Linked DNA regions of Rattus norvegicus: region 2 is linked to region 1. The links are chromatin contacts, called in public Hi-C maps. All regions are on one chromosome and are shown on one strand. The core of a region is the stretch at or near the end of the contact, and the rest is flanking DNA. Distances in the headings are between cores, read along the strand shown. Region 1 has its middle 110 kb from the start of Zfp438. Region 2 holds the start of Zfp438 (zinc finger protein 438).

The links. Hi-C and Micro-C count contacts between places; a contact is called where the count stands out from the background.
Region 2: a contact with region 1 is called in a Hi-C map of Schwann cells, with 2.6 times the contacts expected there. The contact joins the promoter of Zfp438 here to the enhancer-like site in region 1.

What each region holds. Positions count from the first base shown.
Region 1 is chr17:57,007,864-57,014,313 of GRCr8, forward strand. No RefSeq gene overlaps it. Among named protein-coding and RNA genes, the nearest start is that of Zfp438, 110 kb to the right of the region's middle. Within about 2 kb of position 3,543, at least 5 of the 93 cell types and tissues checked have an H3K27ac peak or open chromatin away from gene starts, as enhancers often do. A contact at or near this core is called in Schwann cells, where this site is marked.
Region 2 is chr17:57,118,075-57,124,524 of GRCr8, forward strand. It overlaps Zfp438 (zinc finger protein 438), which reads left to right and starts at 3,563. Exons shown (of 5, transcript NM_001107358.1): 1 at 3,563-3,657. LOC108348574 (a long non-coding RNA gene) reads right to left here and starts at 3,523. Exons shown (of 3, transcript XR_001841939.3): 1 at 3,410-3,523.

The sequences.
Region 1 (6,450 bases), core at 2,293-4,792:
AGTGCTTTAACAGCTTATTGTAAATATAAAAGATTGTGCGTCTTCTATCTGGGAACTGAATGACCAAAGGTGGGGTAGAAACCCCAATTGAGATTAAATAATTACGACAACACTGCTCTTTTTCCTAGAAAAGCAGGTAAGTTAGCAGATTCTACTAGGCTACCAGTGTGCGTGGCCCCCAGGAGGCCGTACCTTAAACACAGCTAATTGCTCCTCTCTTTCCCTTTCCTTCCAAGCACCATCCTTCCCAATTGATGGTCTTGTCAGGTTTCCTAGTCTCTGCTTTCAGACTAGCCAGACAAGGCCCCCGCTTTGCAGCCTTGCTCATGCCTTTCTCACGGAGGGCCACAGAGGCACCGGCACCCGCGTTTGGCGTGGAGGCGTGGAAAGCCAGGCAGCATGGGGAGATGATTCAGCTCAGGCCCTGTGAGAGCCTGAGTCAGAACAAGTGTTCTCTGGGCTGTGTGCATTCTCAATTAGGTTAGGTTGTCTCCCTCAGGCTGCGCTCATGATTGATTTAGCCCATGCCAAGGGAGTCGATCTTGAAGCAACTGCTTATCAATAAACAGTTGGATGGCAGACTATTTGCAGAAGTGTTTTTTCTCTCTTCCCTTTGAAAACATTTAGAATCCCCCTGGATCTTTCTATTGAAAAGGCAACTATTCAAAAATGTTAAGGAAATGTCCTCAGTGTTGGGCAACTGTCTTTTCTGTTGTATTTTCTGTTGCTGTAATAGACTGCCTTCTGCTGAGGAACCTATGAGGAACAGAGGTTTATTTCCCAGTGTTCTGTGGCTCAGAGCCTGTCACTGTGCTGGGGAGGACCTTCCTCAGTGCCACAGCATGGTAGAGGATGTCATGCAAGGCTCATGATTTATCAGAAACTTAGTTTGAAATATCAACCTCACAGCTTTAAGCTGGTCAGGGTCCTACTTCCAACTTTTCAGCTTGGGGGTTGGGGAGAGGGGAAGGGGGCATTCAACCCCCCCTAGCAACTTTGTCATTTAATGGCCAGTGGCTGCCTTCTTGGGCTTCCCTCTCTTGTAATATCAAATTTACCCACTGTGTGTTTGTAGGTACAAGTATCAGTGGCCCCAAGCTGAAAGCTCTGATTTGAATTTGAGGTTTTTCTTCTTTATTCAGGTCACAAGAATCTTCTTTGATCCTTCATGTATGGTCTCTGAAAGATCTAGAATGAACCTTACACCCTTCTAGCTCAAGACCCATTTGCCAGAAACACATTCTTTCTTTTTACTACTGGACAATGGTGGCCTGGGGCTGAACCTCTGCTTTTGTTGGCACAGTCAGAGATTGCTGCCTTGGGCTCCATGCCAGGCTCTTAACACTCAAGAAGACAGTGGGCAAGCTACAGTGCTTGCCTTGTGGAACACTAAGGGAGATGGTACGGGCAAATGTGGGACTGTTGTCTAACCATGCCATTTCAGGAGTAAGCTGTTGGGTGGTGGTCTTCTGGGGTGAGTGTCAGCATCAGGGAAAGCAACTGGGAGGTGGTGGCTGTGTGGCTTTGAAGATAGAGGAACTCACCAACACATCTACATTGCAAGTGAATGGCAAGGCCCCTTGCTGTCTGCTCCCCTTCCTGCCCATACTCTTTTCACTTAAGTTCTGTGGACTCCCTAGCCCAGCCTGCTCCTGGGAGGCCGCTGTGCTTTCTGTAACCACAGGATTTATTGGATACTGTCTACCCTTTAAGTCCATGGTAGCTCATCTGTGGGACTGTACATATGAGCACTGTGTCTTCAAAGCTCTTACTTAGGTCCACAGGTTCCAGTCACCTTCTCTAATAAGGTCACATCTGGTCCCTTTATTTCCTTCTATTCATAACATAAGCTTTTAGAGTGTGACACTAATGTTCTACATAAATCACACTAGCATCAAGTACGATTTGGCTGTCTATAGGTAAAAACAGCACAAAGAAAAGTGTCAGGATTCTCCCCACGTACTTCTCTAAAGACAGGAAATGGTGTGTCACAGCCTTGAACGGTGACAGGGAAGTCAGTAAGTCAGGTGTTCACCTGCTTTAACCAGCATCCTTATGTCTACACTTTGCTGCATCAGTGTGGCTTGTCACAACTACGTCAAGACTTGGTTCTTTAGGTGAGTTTAGTGCTGCTTAGTGCTATGTACGCTTGGGTGGGTAGAGTACAGAATGCCTAAAAGCTACTGCGAGATTTTTCTATTTTAATACTGTGAGAATATGTCCATTTTTGTGTTTCAGTAGAATGATGGCCAAGTGGAGTTGGGGATGTGGATCAGAGGGCAAGAACATTTGCTCTGCAAATACAAGGACTTGAGTTTGAACCTCCAGTACCCACATAAAAGCCATGGATATCTGTAACTCTTGTGTTGAGGGGTGGAATTGGAGGATCCCAGGAGCTTGCTGGCCAATCAGCCAAAACAGTAAACTTCAGGTTTAGTGGAAACCCTGTCTCAGGGCAATAGGTGGAAAGAGAGGGGTAGACTGTCCCTTTTCTGGCCTCTGATGCACACGCACATATACATGCTTCAATCTTTCTGTCTCTGTCTGTCTGCCTGTCTCTCTTTCACACACACACACACACACACACACACACACACACACACAAGCACATAAACACACATGTGCACATGGTGAAGGAAGAATAGTTAAGGATGTAAGATAATAAGATAATAATGGCCTTATACTTGTGTCTTATATGGTAGGCTTCACATGGAAATACCCACCACTTGTTTTGAGACACCTTCCTGAGTCCTCTGACCTGCTCTGGCCTTGTTTTTGCTCAGTGTGTCTCCTCATAGCTCTAGAGCAGCATGTGTCATGGGGTACTGTGGCATAGCTTACACCTCTGACTCCTGCCTCTTCACAGAGCTGAACTCACTTTGAAGATTCTCAGATGAATGAGAATACATTGTTTCTGTATTAACTAGCTGATGAAATCTGCTGTATTACTTTTTTATTGTGATAAAGAAACATAAAAGCCAATAGCTAAAGAAAAATTCAAAGGAGAAAGCTTAAAATTCTGGATGACATTTTCTAAACTTTTCCTCCAAAATCTTTTATCCGTAGGACGGATGGCAACAAACAGTCATATAAGTTTGGGCCAGCGCTTTTGCAATGATGTAAAGTTGCTGGACTCCTGCCTTTCCACAGAGTTTTAAAAGAAGTGGTGTTCCAAGCTCAAAAACATGCGGAGCAAATAGTTACTGTGTGAATTATGGAGTAATAGGCAAGTCTCTGGGCATCTTCTTCTTCACCCTTAAAGTTAATCTCTGAGCTATGTGCTGTAATAATGGATCCAATTGAAAAAGTATTTCTGGCACTAATGCATAATGCATAAAATATGTGCATGCAATCTGAAGGCTGAAAAATCGACCATTCTTTAGGGTAAAAGAATGATCTGAAACTTCTTGCCTCTGGGGTTGGGGGGAGCATAAACAGCTATGGGCTTAGCTGAAGACTGACTGCTGAACTGTTCCATGAAATATGAATACTTTCTGTGGCACTCCACATGCCATTTCAGGGTGAGTGATGGCTTCTCAGAGAAACACACTCACCGCATAAAGTCAAGTGTTACACACTGACTGGAAATTGAGGTTGAAGGGCCCCTTCCCTATTGGTTACTAAACTGGACTTTAACCTCTAAGAAAGGGCTAAAATGATAAACAAAACTTGGTATCTATGGTAACATGCATAAGAAGGTAATTACTTTTCTTTACATTTTCAAATTTCAGAGTTTAATAGCATAGTATATGCATCGCCTCAGGCCCACAGTTCCTGCAGTTCATCATTAAGAATCAGAAAATGCCCTCTCTGCCAGTCATTATTACTAATAAAATGCAACTTACAAGCCCTGTGAACAAAAGAGTTTCAGTCAGTAGGCAGGAAGGCATACCTTGACTGTGTAGGGCCTTGGCATAAACAGCAAGGACCCTGGGGCCCCTGGCCCAGGCATTTGTCCTGAGAGCCATGTTCATTGGGAAGCTCTTTCACTAATGGTTAATTAGACTCAAGAAATAGCTCTGTTCTTTCAGGTAGCAGACCAGAAGAAAGACCTAAAACTATGTCCTCATAAGAGCACTCCAGCTTCTGTAGGAATTTTGCAGGAGCAAGAGTTGTAGGTGAACCCAGCACCTGTTAATTCTAGCTCACTGCGGAGCAGGGGTTCTCAAACTGTGGGTCTCGACCCCCTTTGAGTCCCATATCTGATATCCTATATTTCAGATATTTACACTGTGATTCATAACAGTAGCAAAATTACAGTTATGAAGTAGCAAGGAGATAATTTTATGCTTGGGGGTCAGCACAACAAGAAGACTATAGTAAAGGATCTCAGTATTAGGAAGATTGAGAACCGCTGCTATAAACTTGCTCTCTGATATACCAATTTGGAAATCTGGGCTTCTATTGTTTTTTTTCCCCCAAGAAAGACAAGAAATTGGATGAGTATGTTGGCACACAGGGGAGACTTACTTACACATCTAAGATTCTTTCTGTACAGCATCGTTAGCATTCATTTAATATGGACAGAAAATTCGCCCAGGTGAAACTGAAACCTTTTCTCTGGCTGTAAAGATCTCTTCCCCAGCCCTGCTGCTTGGCTGACATCAGGCAGGTGTAACCTCTTGGTCTCACCTGACTGCTTTGATAACCCTGTCCCCAGATGACTTGTGTGAATGACAGACGAAATCTGTTCTGAAAACTAGAGCTAATCTAGGAAGCGCTAAATTTAGACTGGCTTTTCCTTCCGAGAGAGAATTTGTTTGTAAATCAGTTTTTGGAAAGGAAAGCAAACATTTTCCCACAGAAACACTGCAGTGCAGCTACACAACCAAACTCTAGGTGGGCGATGATGCTTTCACTGGGGAAAGCTCCTCACCACTCTTCACCAGGAAACCAAGGCTGAGAGTAAATGAATAGTGATGGTTGCATATAAACTACTCCTTCATACCTCACGTGGACTAGCCGGAAAGTGCACAGGCATACTTCCCTCACATCTTTCTTTGTATTGTAGTTTCTGACTCATCTGTGTCACAGACAAGGCAAAGGAATCTTTACAAAATGAGACGGAGCCAGTGCGGCAACAGTGGGAAGAAAGCTGGGTTTTCCTCCTGATTATCAGAGATAATGTTATGCTCCTGACACACCTCTGTGGGACTGTCAGGACCACAATGTGTAATGGTTTCCTAGGAAAATAGTCACACTTATCCCTCATGGGAAGAACTACCCAGTTGCTAAAGCTTAGTGGCAAAGAGACATTCCCCTTACAGTTCTGACAAGGCCACCCCAAAGCATAAAGGACCAGCTTTTTCTGCGTAAAGGCCTTTCCTAAATATGGTGTTTGTACTTTGGGGACAGCCAGCACTTAATTTAGAAAGTAGGACAACTTGGGCAGGCTAAAGGTGAACTCTATGGAGTATAGACCAGGAAGTTGAAAAAGACAACATAAACAATACAGCAACATTAGACACAGATTTACACAGAGAAAGACCCTGGGACTAAGTGCAGGGCTGTTAGTAAGACCAGCCTTTCCAGACATGAGGCAAGCAGTGAAAACATATCTTGAATGGAAAAAGTAAAGGAATCAACTTCAGGCAAGGGCAATATGATGTCAGCTCCAGAAAACTTGCATGGGCCACAGCCTAACTACTTAACAACCTTCTGCCTTCCCTCCTTCCCCTCCCCCTCCCCATCTCTCGCTTTTCTTTCCTGTCCTCTCCTCCCTTCCCTCTCCTCTCCCCTACCCTCCTCTCCCTTACCCTTTCTTCTCTCTCTTCCCCTTCCCTCCTCTCCTTTACTCTCCACTCCTCTTGTCTCCTTCCCTTTCCTCTCCCTTCCCTTCTCTCCTCTCTTCTCCTTTTCTCTCTCTTCTTCCTTCTGCCTTTCTTTTCTCTCCTCACCTTTTTCTTACCCAAAGTAAGCAATGGGCATATGCAGTTTGCCCCCAGTGGCAGTAAGGGGAGAATGTTTTCAGCCCAAATGAGTGTTGACTTAAAATAAGGTAGGAGGAGCCTAAGATAGAGCCATAAGCCTGAGAAAGGGCAGAAATGTTAAGGGGTTTGAGGTCAGAAATCCTTTGGGAAAAGAGGAACAATATCAACTTTCCTGGGAAAAGGAATGAACTCCGCAGGCCAGGAGGAAACCAGAGCCATGCTAGGAAAGATGAAATATGAGGGTACCTAGACTCTTTCAGAAACAGACAGAACAGAAAGTGGAAATGTCCACAAAGAGGTCAAATTTCCAGAGTTTTTCTGGATAGAGATGGTAAGTTTCCAAGCAGGAACAGTAATTACCAATCTGATCAAAGACTCTCCAATGTCAAAACTGGGAGTCTGTCCCACTGCTCTGTCCTGGTCCAGTGGGATCTGTACCGCTCTAACTTTTGCAGGGATCACTTTTCCTTTTTCCCTGCCGTCCAGTTTGGCTACCTCTAGCAATCTGGGGCTCATATTC
Region 2 (6,450 bases), core at 2,313-4,812, 110 kb after region 1:
TTGTCGCTCCATAGCTTCCCATATTTCCTCGGTTTTGTGTCAGTAACTTTTAAATTTAACATCTTCTTTGACTGAAGTATCAAATTCTTTTATCATATTTTCTATGCCTGAGATTCTTTCTTCCACCTCTTGTATTCTGTAGGTATGCTTTTTCTGTAGTTCCTGTTCTCTTACCTAGGTTTTCCATCTCCAGGATTCTCTAGGTTTGTGTTTTCTTTATTGCTTCTATTTCCATTTTCAGGTCTTGAACAATTTGACTCATATCCTTCACCTCTTTGTGTTTTTCTGTATTCTTCAAGGGGTTTATTAATTTCTTGTTTAAGAGCCTCTATCCTTTTCATAGGGTTGGATTTCAGGTTCTTTCTTTTCTTGTGCTTCAGCTATGTTGGAATATCCAGGACTTGTTGTAGTACGACATCTGGATTCTGGTGGTGCCACTGTTGCTGATCTGGCCATTTTGATGTTCTTACCTGGCCTCTAGGCATCTGCTTTTGGGGTTAGATGCCAATTTTTGAGATTATCTTTGTCAGATGGATAATTTTTTGGATGTTTGTCCCCTTGGTTTGTTTCACCTCTGGTCTTCTGTCCTGAGTGGCCTGTGATTCTATTGACCAGCCCATAGGGTGTGTCTGCTGGGGTTTTGGTGACTTGTGTGGCATCTGGGCTTCCAGGGATTGGCTTGGACTCCAGTAGAGTAGGAGTCTTCTGCAGAAGCTGTGGCCTAGGATATTCAACCTAGAGTAGTGGGTAGTGATCACTGTCTTGAGTTAAATTTTACATAATGCATCTTTGACTTTCCTTTTTTTGGTTGTTTCTTAAATTATTATTTTTCACATGAAATCATACAGATCAATGATTATTATGAGTGTGGTTTAGAAATTAAGGTTTCAAGCCTTCCATTATTATTATCTGTAACCTGCATCTGACTTTGTCTCCTGAAGTCCTGCTTGCCCAGTGGATAAGATGGGAATAATTATAGTATACACTCAGTTTCAAGGGTGGTCCTTGGCATAAGACTCCCAGGAAACATCAGCCATTGTTTGCAAAGGTGAGGTGAGGCTTTACTCAGCTTGCTTAGTAGAAATGAAGCAAGTATTATGTAGATTCTGGAAAGTAGATTGCCAGGGGCAGCGATATCAAAATGAAAGAATCTCAAAAATATTATTGGACCATTTGACTGTTCAGAGTTTTTCCCCTTAATGCCACAAGTTTGTGTGTGTTAGGATGTGTGTGTGTGTGTGTGTGTGTGTGTGTGTGTGTGTGTGTGAACATTTGTTCACTGGCCTTTATGCATACCAACGTATACATGTGGAGGTCTGAGAAGAGTCTCTCTTTGGGTCCTAGACTTCTTCTTGTTTGAGACAAGGTTTCTGTTAGTTATTATTATGCTGTAGATGAGCTGGCCCAGAAGCTGCCAGAGATTCTCCTGTCTCCCCCTCCCATCTCACTATAGGAGCACTCCACTACAGATTGGGGTTACTAAATCCAGTTTTAAGTAGATTCTTAAGATTTGAACTCAGGTCCTTATACTTATTCAGTAAGCAAGCTTTTTACCCACTGAGCCATCTCCACAGTCCCACACACATATTTTTAGAGACCTGCACTTTCATGCAAGAAAGAAATAAATGTGTTAAACAAAAGACAGAGAAGGGAACTTGAAGTACACACTAACTATGTTAAATATCTCTGATGGGAGATACATTCACCTGTGAAAGATGGCATTACAGAATATACTTGCACAGAAGCTCAGTCACATTTGGTGGAGCTTCTGTAATGAACTTGAATTTGGTGTAAGTGAGCAAGGAGAAGCTAGCATGGAAGTATTTCCTGTAGAGAGAGGAGCTGCGCACAGAGCTGCCTTTAGACAATAGATGCCTGTACTGTCCAGATTTGACACTCAGAACGCTAAGGCACTCCACCCTGAGTCTTGGGGGTGTCGGTCTATTCACCATGCGCTATACTAAAACCTATACTGAAAACGTTTAACACATTTGCTATATAATATTTCCACTCTGAAAAAAATTACATATGACATTTGCCTGTGGGAGAATCTCAGGTAATAATTAGAAGATTACTTTAGAAAATTCATGTTTTGAGAAATGATATTGAAGACTTATAAACATGTGAATAATGAAAACACAGTATATTAAGATTGTTCTTGATGAAAAATAAATACAATGTAAAGATATGTGTAAGTTTTAAAATGATATTTTTTCTACATTGTTGCACAAAATAAAAGTCTTGTTAAAATTATGTACAGACTACAAATTTATCTGATGTCATTTGATAAGAATCAAAAGAGTACATGGTATTTAAGTGCACAGATTAAGTTCTTTCAAAATGAATTATGTATATTTTCCTGGAATACATTATTGTTGTACTTCACTTTTTTGAGGCAGGAGCTCTTTGGTCCAGACTGTCCTGGAACTCTCTTAGGCTGGCATGGAACTCAACTCTCCTCCTGTCTTAGTGAAGTGTATTTTCAACCAGCTCTCGTCTCTGGTTAAAAGCTACCATTTTCCTGCCATTACTCCCAAGGTAAAGTGTAAACAAATCATTGTTTAGATTTAGATACAGGAACTCTCAGGCGAAATCCCTGACCTGGCCTTTTGCCTATAAATTATATCCTGAATTATACTGAATTATGAATATACAAATTATACTCAGTATATCCTCTTCTAAGACTAGTTCCAACACAGTTTGAAATGCTTTTTTTTTTTAAATAAGGTTTTCAGTCTAAAGGAGTAATGTGGGGCTCCTAGGAAGCAGATTTCAAGTCTTCAGATTCTGTGGTCCACTCTGTCTTCACTTTCTTTGCAGTGGTCTTTTATCCAGAGCTGGACTTAAAACAGCTAACTTTCCTGGAAAGTTTCACAGGTCACTTGTTAAACTTAACAGGTGACTTGCAAAAGGTTTCCTGGGGCCAAAAAGGGAAAGGCAGTAGAAGAGTAGAAGATGCTCCCTTCAGCAATAGGCAGCAAGAACCTCACGGAGGGCGGGGCCGCTCTGCAGCAGGAGACCGCGAAATGTCGGAGCCGGAAGGGCGGGTCTCGGGGGCGTGGCCTAGCCGGGTGTCGGCCGGCCTGGCAAAGGCGGGGCTTTCAGTGGTTGGTCTGGAGGGGCGTGGTCCACTCTTAGTGGGCGTGTCTCTCCGGGCGCGGGCGGGCGGGAGTGGCTGGGTCGGGGCAGAAGTGAGACAGCGCAAAGGACCATGGGAAAGGTGCCCCTATGACCCCGGCGGAGAACAGTGTCTGTTACCAAACGTGTAGCAGTTTTAGTGAACAGGTGAGGGGACGGAAGGCAGTATCTGAGGAAAAACTACGTAAGAACCCTTTCGCCGGCCCTAAGCCCGGGCGAGAACTTGATTTGATCCCGTGGTCTCTCCCTTTCTGTCAATCGACCCCCCTACCTTCTCGCCTCTGGGGCTCTGTGAAGATGGTGAAGAGTGGCAGACTAAGTACGCCAGCCTGCGAAGCTCACAGGCACAAGGCAGTTGGCCGTGTGCGCTTGCGCGCCGGTCGAGGCAGGGCGGGATGGGGCGTCTCCCGCCGCGTGCTGGAGGCGGGGCCTAGGCTGGAGCGCCGCGCCCGCCGGCTGACCTCGTTGAAGCCGGCCCGTGACGTCACCCCGCCGTGACGCGTACGCAGTAGGAAAACTGTAAGTTTGGCGAGGATCCTGCGGCTGCCTGGCTTGCGGGGCTCGCGGGGCCTGCGGGCTGCTCGCTGTCGCGGTCCCGGTGTTGATCGCGGGCACCGGGAAGCCTCGGGACACACGGGAGCTGCCGAGCGTGACGCCGGGCTGGTGGCCGCCCCAAGTGGGAGCGCGCCCTCCCGGCAGCACCAGCTTATGGAGGCGAGGCTGTTCCAGAGCCTGGCCGGCTCTTTTCCCACCGGCCTGTGACAGCCAAGAGCGGGCGACTAAGGCCTGGGAACCGGGAACTGGCGAGGCCCTCCTTAAAATTCTTTGATAAAAGAGATGGGATTTCCAGAGTCCATTCTCATCTTCCAGTAGGACATGCTTGGTCAGTCTGGGATGGAGAACCCCTTCGAAGACTAGCTGCCCAGTGTTCACCTTTCCTTGGGATCCTGCAAATGCCCAGGTCTCTGATGACAAATTACATCCTGTGTTGCCTTGCCTCAAGCCTTCTTTATTTTCATTTCCAAAGGACCGAAATGTCTTGAAACCCTGTGAGCTAAACTAAGCTATGTTATCCTACACAACGGTTAAGACAACATTTATTATTCTGAGGAGTGTGGTAACTTGTATGTAAGGATCTTTCTCATGGCTTTACCTCCCACACACACCTACCCCAACCCATTGGATCATGACTTTTGAACCTGAAGATATCTCAGCTACAGTAATAGTTGATCAGGAATCAATAAATAACTGGTATCACTATCACAGAGATCTTGGCAATACTTGTTCCCCTGGTCTGGCTATTACAGAAAAGTGTTTTTAGCAACCCAGAACTAATATACTCAACACAAATGCGTAGATTCAGCTTGTCTGCCTGTATGGTTTAAAAATCTTGCCTTCAGATGAATGAGTTAGTTATAACATTGTAACACTTCTCCAACTCTGGTACAGTACTTCTCAGGAACGTTGAAGGGAATATACACACCCTAGGATGGACTTATATAGTAGATTAATTAAGAGGCCACATTTTTGTGACTTCAGTGGAGAGTGTTAATATTCTTACAGAGGACCGACCCCTTGAATAAAAGCAGGACTTCTAAGTTTTGTTCTCCTGTTAGTAGTTTTCCAAAGACAAGTTGCCTAAGTCTTAGAACTGTTTTTAAAAGTCTGTCTCTAACCTGGGAGATGATAGTATAGCTTTTGTTAACATTTACAAGGATCAGATGAGACTTTGAGGGAGAGCAGCTTTCTAAGTATGGCATTGTTGTTTGCATCAGACCCTATCCATGAATCAGACCTGGAAAGAACTCTGTCTCAGGACAGTGGAGAAGTAGACACAAACAATGGGCACACAAAGTTGTTTGTGTGTGGGGAGGGGATGTTGGCTTGTTCTAGGGTGGGATAGGAGCACATGAGGAGCATAAGTGGTGGCATTCAAGCTCCCTGGGAGGCCAAGGCAGGAGAAACACAGTTCAAGAACTGCTGTGATTTCAGATGGAGTCTAGGGCCCACCTGGGTAGAAATAGGACTGGGGAATATATAGCTAGTGGTAGAGCTCCTACCCTGGCTTCAGTCTCTCTTTGGGTGTGGTGGATGGAGACAGGATAACCATCTGGCCTATGAAGCTTACCATATACAAGGTACAGTTCTAAACACTGAATCTTTTTAGCTAAGAAAAATACCTTTGTTTTTGTAGATTAGGAAACTGGCACACATGTTAGATGTGTACTCAAGCTAAAAGCTTAAGAGACTCAGAGTCTTGCATATTTTTAAATTTACATTAGGTTTATTTGGCATTGTTGTCATTTTTTTACCATTTGAATTTAGGTCATCTGATTTAAGAGGCTGTGTTCCAAATGACTATTCTGTCTCAGAGCATGGTAAGGATGGAGAAAGAAAGTGTTGGTCTGTAACCTTGAACATCCGATAGGCTCTGGGAGGTCTTGGAGTCTGTGGCAAAGTAGACATTTTACTCTGAAGTTAATGGAAAGCCCCAAGACAGTTTGTGTCATAGGCCTGGCATCTGTTTTCTACTCTACTCTATGGAGAATTAACTGTAGAGTCATAGAGTGGTGGAGGTGTCCTGAAAATGGGGGTTGGAAGGGAGGTGTTGCTGTGCTGTACTGAGAAGGGATATGGTGTGGTACCTGAGGCTGGTGGAGGCAGTTGGGGAGGTGACATTAAGAGGTGAAACTCATAGACTACTGACAGGACTTACTGATGCCCCAGGGATGCTAAGGAAAGGAGAAGGAATGGCTCTCAGGGTTGGGGTGGAAGAACTAGAATAGTGGTGCTGTGTTCTGAGATGAGAGGTTGGGAAGAGAAGTAAAAGTCTAGTTCTTAGGTTTTAGATGCTCATTAGATGTAGTAATATGAGTGATAGTAACAATAGTAATTAGCATAATGAATATATAAACTATATTTCTGGCAAGGTTTTAAGTATTTTTACATATATTCACTTAATCCCTAAAAGAGTTTTATGTCCTAAGAACTTACTGTTTACATTTCTCAGATGAGAAAATGGATGCATAGTCATCTGGTAGGGCAGGCTTCTGACCACTTATCTCAAGTCTCTGCCAGTTGCCATGAGGTTATGAGTGTTGGAAGTGGGATTCACACCCAAGTGCTCTAACTTGAGAGTCCATGCAGGTTCATGTCTGTAATCTATCCCATTGTGCACATGTTGAGTAGATATGAAATGACTGTGGTCAGGGATGGAAATACATATTTTTGAAAAGACAGTTCTTTTCTAATCCTTGGTTGATAACAAGAGGCAAGAGAAGGAACTAAAACTGTGGGAGCTGCCTCTTCCCT